2 separate regions of the Sus scrofa genome follow, and region 1 is linked to region 2. The links are chromatin contacts, called in public Hi-C maps. All regions are on one chromosome and are shown on one strand. Each heading gives the region's core, a stretch centred on a gene start, on an enhancer-like site or on the middle of the called end of the contact. The rest is flanking DNA. Distances are from core to core; before and after follow the strand shown.

Evidence for each region. Hi-C and Micro-C count contacts between places; a contact is called where the count stands out from the background.
Region 1: a Hi-C map of skeletal muscle shows a contact between it and region 2, with 4 times the contacts expected there. The contact joins the promoter of NUDT2 here to the promoter of FAM219A in region 2. A contact is called at or near these places in 3 of 47 Hi-C or Micro-C datasets (embryonic fibroblasts, heart right ventricle and skeletal muscle).

Annotation. Positions count from the first base shown.
Region 1 is chr10:32,465,241-32,469,418 of Sscrofa11.1, forward strand. NUDT2 (nudix hydrolase 2) reads right to left here and starts at 1,595. Exons shown (of 4, transcript NM_214309.2): 1 at 1,512-1,595. All of the region lies in intron 2 of KIF24 (kinesin-like protein KIF24), which reads left to right.
Region 2 is chr10:32,353,528-32,357,584 of Sscrofa11.1, forward strand. It overlaps FAM219A (protein FAM219A), which reads left to right and starts at 2,101. Exons shown (of 6, transcript XM_013980170.2): 1 at 2,101-2,482. The coding sequence starts at 2,423. DNAI1 (dynein intermediate chain 1, axonemal) reads right to left here and starts at 1,917. Exons shown (of 20, transcript XM_021064678.1): 1 at 1,639-1,917. The coding sequence starts at 1,668.

The DNA of each region.
Region 1 (4,178 bases), core at 345-2,844, 110 kb after region 2:
CTTCATCACACCATGTATATCCCTTATGTATAAGGTCCCATAAGATAAATTCCTTTTAATATAAGTACCAAGAAGAAATTTCACTCTTTTGAAGAATGGGTTGTTTCCTTAATTATTAGGTATTTAACTGCCGAGTTTTGAACTAAATTGGGTACTCATTTACAATAAATCTAATGGCCCCATCAGCTAGTATATTTTCTTGTTTCTCTTATGAAGATAATAGCTACCACTTTTTGAAGAATTAGTACTTGTCAGGCACTGTGCCAAGTGCTTTGCCTTCATTATTTCACTTAGTCTTCACCACAACCCTACATGGAGCTACTGTCAGTTTTCCGGAGAGCTAAAAGGAAACTATAGCCCAGAGGTACGTCTGGATAGTGACTTAAAAGTTGATCTGCGGAGTTCCCGTCGTGGCTCAGCGGTTAACGAGTTTGACTAGCATCCATGAGGATTCAGGTTTGATCCCTGGCCTTGCTCAGCGGGTTAAGAATCCCGCGTTGCCGTAAGCTGTGGTTTAAGTGGCAGATGCGGCTCAGATCTGGCATTGCAGTGCTTGTGGTGTAGGCCTGGCAGCTACAGCTCCGATTGGGCCCCTAGCCTGGGAATCTCTATATGCCGAAGCTGCGGCCCTAAAAAGCAAAAAAAAAAAAAAAAAAAAAAAAAAGGTAGATCTGCCTATCTCCCAACATCGTTCCCAACCTTGCTCTATACTAGCTGCATTTGGCTATTCCATTGCATTGAGTTTTAATTTTAATTTACCATTTTATTTTAATCTGCCATTTATATGTGTATACGTAGGTATTCGAACATATATATTTTTTTTCCTTAGGAAATATAACAAATACACAGAGTACGAAACAGGCCACAAGGGAAAAAGGAAGTTTTCTGTTCTATTTTGTTTTGGCTGTGCCCTTTGGCATATGAAAATTCCGGGCTGGAGATGAAACCCGCGCCACAGCAGTGACCCAAGCCTCTGCAGTAACAAAGCGGATCCTTAACCCGCTGAGCCACAAAAAAACTCCAGTAAGTTATGTTTTAGGTAGTGGGACTCTCGGGTGACTTTACTTCTGCTATAATTACAATATTATCGATTCAATAAATGAAGTAATTAGAAAATATAAAACCTCTTTTGGAAAGTAGGCAGGGTTTAAAGGGTAACAACAAAGTTAAAACTGAGGTCCAGGGAGGAGAAGGTATGGCGCTCGGATCGCTGGGCCCTAAACACAGAACTCCGGGATTCTGAAGACCCACTCGATCACCATTTACATGAGGCTAAGCAAGGCTCGCGGGGCCATTGATCTCTCCCTTCTCCCTGCGCATATAAGAAAACTGAGATCCTGCGAACTGCGGGGGCCTGGCCTGCACACGCCACACTGTCAGCTTGGAGGAGAGCACGTCCATCTTTGACCGTGCAGCCACAGGAAGTTATTCAGCTGCAGGTTCTCATTGCCCTGAGCCTCAGTTTCTCCGCGGAGAACTAAAGCCAAGGATCCCTCTCTAAGGCTACTCACCCGAAGCAGAAAAAGGCAGAAGGCGGGCCCTGGACAGAGACTGGGGTGCACCCACCAATCCGGAGAGCTCGGCTGCGCTCTGGGCAACCAACAGCTCTGGGGCAAAAAGATGGGAACCCGCCTCAAAGGCTCCAGTTTTCTCTTTCAGAACATCGCGAGATTTTCACTTACGCGGAACCATTGGTTGAAAAGCGGAAATTGAGGGATACGCCCACTGCTTCATCGGGTCCTGATTGGTCTTCTAGAGGAGAGGGCGGCTCACGTTCCCGAGTACCCTGGATGCCCATTGGTGGAATGTGCGGGACTGCCGGCGCGCGGGCGTCGGCGCGGGCGTTCGAACCAGCGCTTGGCGGCGTTGCCATAGGGATGCGGCCTGGCCGCAGTCTCTAGCTCCGGAGCTGACAGTGCGCGTCGGTCGCCCGCCTAGGGGCTCTCACCTTTCGGTGTTGTCTTCTCTTGTCCTCAGACAGGGTTGACCGAGGAGGAATTTGGAAGCCTCCGAGGTGAGAAATGGCGAGGGAACACCGGGGCGGGGTGGCCTGGTCGGGAGCCTTGGTGCCTGCCCCGCGGGAGAAGGTCCGCAGGGCGCCCGCCGAGCGCGTGAGGAGGCGGGTGGTTGCAAGGGAACCGGGGATTGGCTTCTCTCGGGTGTCCGAACGTCCAGCGAACTCGCCTTTTTCCTGGCTTCTCCTGTGAAGCCTTTTCTGAGTCTCTTGCTTTGAACCCTTAACCCTAACTGGAACCTCTCTTAGAGCATTTTTGTTCCGCCTTAGGTTATTTGTGTACTTCCGCGAACCCCCGTTTCCTCTCTTGTCCCATCTAATTCAGAGGTCTTTGAGGCAAGGCAAGCAACTTTACATATGTAGATTTTTCAAGAAATATTTGTTGAGTTAAATTTAATTCACCTCAGATAGGTTGAATTCCTCTCTATTCCCTGCCGCATTTTTCCTTCCATACAGAGATTATTTTTTATTTTTATGGGTATGGGGGAGGACATCGTAATCTCATATTCAGCAGAACCTGAAAGTTCACGGTTGGCCTTTCCACTCTTTGTGAAAGGGAAAACTTTTGGATTACTTGCTACAATTCTTCCTTTCCGTCTTGTGGTTTTTAGTCTTGGTCTCCCAGTGTATTTTATCAGACTTTCTATTAGCCTTTATTAAAAAAAACAAAAAACAAAAAACAAAAAAACAAAAAAAACCCCCACCATTCTGGAGTTCCCGTCGTGGCTCAGTGGTTAACGAATCAGACTAGGAACCATAAGGTTGCATGTTCGATCCCTGGCCTTGCTCAGTGGGTTAAGGATCTGGCATTGTCGTGAGCTATGGTGTAGGTTGCAGACGAGGCTCGGATCCCGCGTGGCTGTGGCTGTGGCCGGCGGCTACAGCTCCGATTAGACCCCTAGCCTGGGAACCTCCATATGCCATGGGAGCAGCCCTAGAAAAGGCAAAAAGACAAAAAAACCCCAAAAAACCAAAACAAAACCATTCTGTTGTTGCTGTGATGCCAAGAGAGTTGATCTCAGTTTCTTAATGACCCACAGCTCTTGTGATATTTTAAATGTGTTTAGGAAAATGTTGTTGTTTTGTCTTTTTGCCATTTCTTTCTTTTTTTAAGAAAATTTTTATTACTCAAATGAATTTATCACATTTGTAGTTGTATAATGATCATAACAATCTGATTTTATCTTTTTGCCATTTCTTGGGCTGCTCCTGTGGCATATGGAGGTTCCCAGACCAGGGGTCCAATCGGAGCTGCAGCCACCGGCCTATGCCAGAGCCACAGCAACGCTGGATCCCAGCCGCGTCTGCAACCTACACCACAGCTCATGACAATGCTGGATCCTTAACCCACTGAGCAAGGCCAGGGTTCAAACCCGCAACCTCATGGTTCCTTGTCGGATTCGTTAACCACTGAGCCACGACAGGAACTCCAGGAAAATGTTTTAAACTTAAAAATTTTTGTACCCCAACACTTACTGAATGCTTACTGTGTACCAGGCACTGTGCTAGAGTCAAGGACTTGAATCTCACAAGATTTTTTTTTTTGTCCTCTGAATCGACAAAAAAAATCAACAATGACCTGCAGGTGCAGGATTACCCTTGTTTGCTTTTAAGGGAATTAAAAAAACCCATAAGCTAGAGAGCATATAAATCCACTTAATATGGGATTCAAGGTAAGTGCTACTACCAATTTAATTTTTTTTCCCCAGTTTCATTTTATAGAAACACAGAGAAGTTAATAAATTTTCCCCAAATCACAGAAGTAGAAGTGGTGGGATTTGAACCAAGGGACTGTGGAACAAGAGCATGGCAACTTAACCACTGTAGCACTCTCCCTCTCTACTGGAAAATGTTTTAAATCCTTTTCTCTTTTGTATTTGTATTCTGCTTGTAGTCTCTCTACTTTAGTACATATAATATGTGCTCCAGTAGCCTATCCATTCATCAGGTGTCCATGATAAAAGTGCATTACCATGACTGTATTTCATTGTTAACTCATAAGACTATAAATTCCCAGTATGCATTGTTGATTCTTACATCAAAATCATATTCAGTGATGATTTTAATCAAAGGATTGAAAAAAGTCAGCAATAGCAGCTCTGTTCTTATTACCTCCTTATAAAAGTTTGAACACAACCTCAGAGCTAAACTGCAGATCTGTGAC
Region 2 (4,057 bases), core at 851-3,350:
AGTCCACTTCATTATATGTAAACCAGGCCTCAGTAATGCTTATTTTAAAAAACCTGCATGTAAGAGTTCTCTTGTGGTACAGTGGGTTAAGAATTTGGTGTTGTCATTGCTATGGCTCAGGTCACTGCTGTGATGCTGGTTTGATCCCTGGTCCAGGAACTTCTGCAAGCAACAGGCATGGCAAGCAAGCAAGTAAATACATACATACATAATACATATGTACATACATACATAAATACATAAAACAGACAAATAAATAAAGCTGCAAGTAAATTAAGAGTCAGTAAGCCTGGGAATTCCCTTCATGGCTCAGTGGTTAATGAGCCCGACTAGGATCCATGAGGATTTAGGTTGGATCCCTGGCTTTGTTCAGTGGGTTAAGGATCCAGTATTGCTGTGAGCTGTGGTGTAGCTCTCAGATGAGGCTCAGATCCCACGTTGCTGTGGTTGTGGCATAGGCTGGTAGCTGTAGCTCTGATTCAACCCCTAGCTTGGGAACCTCCACATGCCACCGGTGTGGCCCTAAAATAGCATAAATAAGTATACAAATAAATAGTTGCTAAGCCTGAGTACAGTACACGAGCTGCAAACACAGTTTAACCCCAACATTAAACTATGGCAAGGCCATATGGGAATAGCATCCTCCCCATGGCTGCAGAGATCTAAGAATGATGGGTGCACCTGCTACAGAAGGCCAGGTGAAAGAAGCAAAGGAACAAAGGCTAACATGGAGGAGGCCAGACCAAAATATGTAAAGTCACAAGCAGCATGCACATAGATTTGCTCTCCAAACCTCAAAACACCCAGGCCTGAGTGATGGAAGTTTAGAATCAATAAATAGAAGCTCTGCCTCAAAAAGCCAGAAGCTGCATATTAGTCCCAAGGTGATAAATTCATAAAGAGTTTGGAAAAAGTGACTCTTGTAGGACTGCATGGCTTGACCACAGAGGCTCCTCGAGAAGCTGGGCTTTACCTCTCCTTCCAGGGTGAAAGGGTCACCTTGGGTTTCCTGGGAGAAGGGGTGATGACTTTCCAGGTGGCAACAAGGACAGTTTGGAGTGTTCAGCACGTGAATGGGGACAGGAAAGGGGTCTCTCGCCTCTTCCTCTTTCAGTGAGCTCTCTCTCCTTATGAGTCTCCAAACACAGAAGATCTAAACCAAATGCCTGCACCTAACCTCTGTGTCTCTCATGCAGTTCTCCCAAACTCCCTCTGTGAGCTCCCAAAGGCCTGTGTCTCCACCTAGCCCAGCACGGAGCACATAGCAAAGGGCTGAAAAAATAATTTCTTTGGGAGAAGAATGTGAGGGCAAAGAGGAACATATTGGGGGCGGGGGGAGGGGTGTGCTTAAGGAGGATGGGCTGCTCTGGAGGGGTCTGTGGAGTGAGGAAGTGCAATGGTGAGAGGACAGGTCAAAGAGTGGTGGGAAACAGTGGGTCAGGGGCAGTGTGAAAGAGGAGGCTAAGAGTAATGGAAGAGAGCTAGTCTGGGGACACAGGCCAGGGGTCACAGGGAGAGAGAAGGTTAGGGGTCAATAGGGAAAGGAAGATGAAGGATCAGTCGCAGAGGTATGATCACTGGTCACTGGCAGCGAAGGTCAGAGGTCACTGGGATAGAGCAGGTCTCGGTGTGTGTTACCTGCTTATGAGGCGGCTGTTTGTGGGGCATCTTCAAAGAAGCAGGAAGCACCTCAACTCCTGGAGCACCTACAAAACGCTCCCTCGCCTGAGGACAAGAAGACTGTCCGTTCCCTCAATCATGCACAGGAAATCCGGATTCTCTTTCACTTCAATTCCCAATCTCAGGGGTTCTTTGGGGACAACTGTCGCTGTGGGTCTCCGTGCCCTTGCAGAGTGGAATCGGCTCCTCCCTGACGCGGTTACCCAGCAACCAACCGGCAGCCAAGGCGCAGGCGCCTCCGACGCCCCCTCACGGCTGGAGGAAAAGGCGGGGCTGGGCGAGCAGGGAACCCCCAGCTCCGCTAAGCCCGGCCCCCTCCGTCAAGACTCGACTCGCTGCCCTGCGATTCGGAACTCCTGCATGTGGGAGGGGCTAGGGCCCCAGATACCGCCTCCTCATGAATAATGCAGACTTCAGGCGGTGTCCCGGACCCGGAAGTGGAGTTGCCGAGTCACCGCAGTGGCTGAGCTGCTGACAGGAGGCGGCGGCGGAGGAGGAGGCGAGGCAAGACCTGCGGCTCTGCCGGGCCACAGTCGCTGTAGTGCTAGGCGAGTCGACGGAGCCACGCCGGCCTCAGCCCGCCTGCAAACCTCCCGCCCCGCGCTCACCCCTCCATCTGCCCGACTCATCCGGGGCGGCCTAGTCTGCACCACCCACCAGGCTCCTTGGGGCCGCCGCCCCGCGCGGTCCCGTCGGCGTCCCTGGCCGCGCCCGGCCCCTGGCCCGCTCGCCCACCGGCACCATGATGGAGGAGATCGACCGGTTCCAGGTGCCCACCGCGCACTCGGAGATGCAGCCGCTGGTGAGGGGGCGGGCGGCGGGCAGGCCAGGGCCGGGAGGGGGCGCTGCCTTGAGGAGGAGGGAGGGAATCAAGCCTGGGGGACAGTGCGGAGAGGGCGCCTCGGATGGGGCAAAGAGGGCCATGAAAATGCCTCTCCGGGGGAGGGAGACTTGCAGGACAAGAAAGCCGTGGGAGAATACGTGGGATGATAGCAAAGGGGCCTGTAAGGGCGGAGAGCACTGTCAGCGAAGGCAGGCCAAGGGAGCTACGGGGAGTGCCGTCGGATGGAACCGAGCGGGGGCACAATGGTGCACACCGTTAGTGGAGGCCCATAACGGGGGAAAGAAGGGAACTGTCATGGGGCATCGCCGGTGGCAGGCCCAGGGGCTGTGGTGAGAGGTAGGGAGGCGTTTAGACCTAAAGGCCTGTGATGCTCAGAGCGGGGGATGGGGCCAGCGAGCAGACAGTCTGAGGGACCCGAACTGGTTTGTAGAGGAGGAGGGGCCTGCCCGCCAGTTCACTGGCTATGTATGGGAACGCGGGGACTGACCGTGGACCAGTGGGAGCAGGGGGAGAGTCCATGCAGGACCCCGGAATTTCGTTCTCCGGAGGAGAACGTGGTCAATCTAGCCTGGGGGTGCTGGAGCCGGGAAGGAGAGAGCACTGTGGCAAAACAGAGAATCCGGGGCGCAGATGAGAGAGCTCGGGAACCGGGGGAGAGGGGGCGGGGCCGCTCTGGAGCCGCTTGTGCCCACCGGTTCGGGAGAGCCCCCAGCATCCTAGGCCTACGTGCTTAGAGTCCTTGCTGGGCGCCGATCCTGCAGCCTGTCCGCTGCCCGGGAGTCAAGGAAGAATGATGTCATCGCTGCCGGCGCACAGGGAATGGAAGGGGGAGGGCGATGCACGGAGGCCGGCCTCAGGGAGACGGTACCCTCTGACCACCGACCGCTCCCTGGGGCCACCTGACTGGCTTGTCCACCCAGTGGGCGGGAGACGCCGAGGCCTAGCCAGCTGGTATAGGGAGAGGGGGAAGGGAGGGAGTGCCTGGCTCTATTCTCTGCCTTTCCTTCTCCTTTTCCACTTGGAACCCAAGGGGGAACTGGAAGAGGGCAAGGCAGGCCAGGAACCTGAAGGTGTGCAGGCCCAATTCTCTTGAGCTCAGCTGGAGCTCAGCAGAGCTCTCCAGGTTTTGAAGATCTGGGGCTCCCTAACCCTCTTCCCTCTATGTTAGGTGGAGGTAAGGAACAGGTTCTCACCTTGGGCCTCCCAGGCCTCTGGCTGACAGATGTGCTCTGTGGCTTTCTGAGCAAATACCTGTCCATTACAGCAGCCAAAGCAGACCTTGGCAGGGACCCATGACCAACCCTAAGCGCACCTTTTTGAGGATGGTAGGGAGAATCATTAGAGGCCACCTCACAGGAGATAAGTGGTTTTCCTTCCCTTTTGTGACTGCTTAGACAGTTCTAGAAGCCCAAACAGAGTAGCTCTGCAAAAAGGTACAACATTACACTGGGAGAGAGATGTTGCTGGACTTTATTCCTAGCCTGATAGCATCACTGGATTGTGTGAGGGCCAGAAAATCCTGGTGAGAAGCCT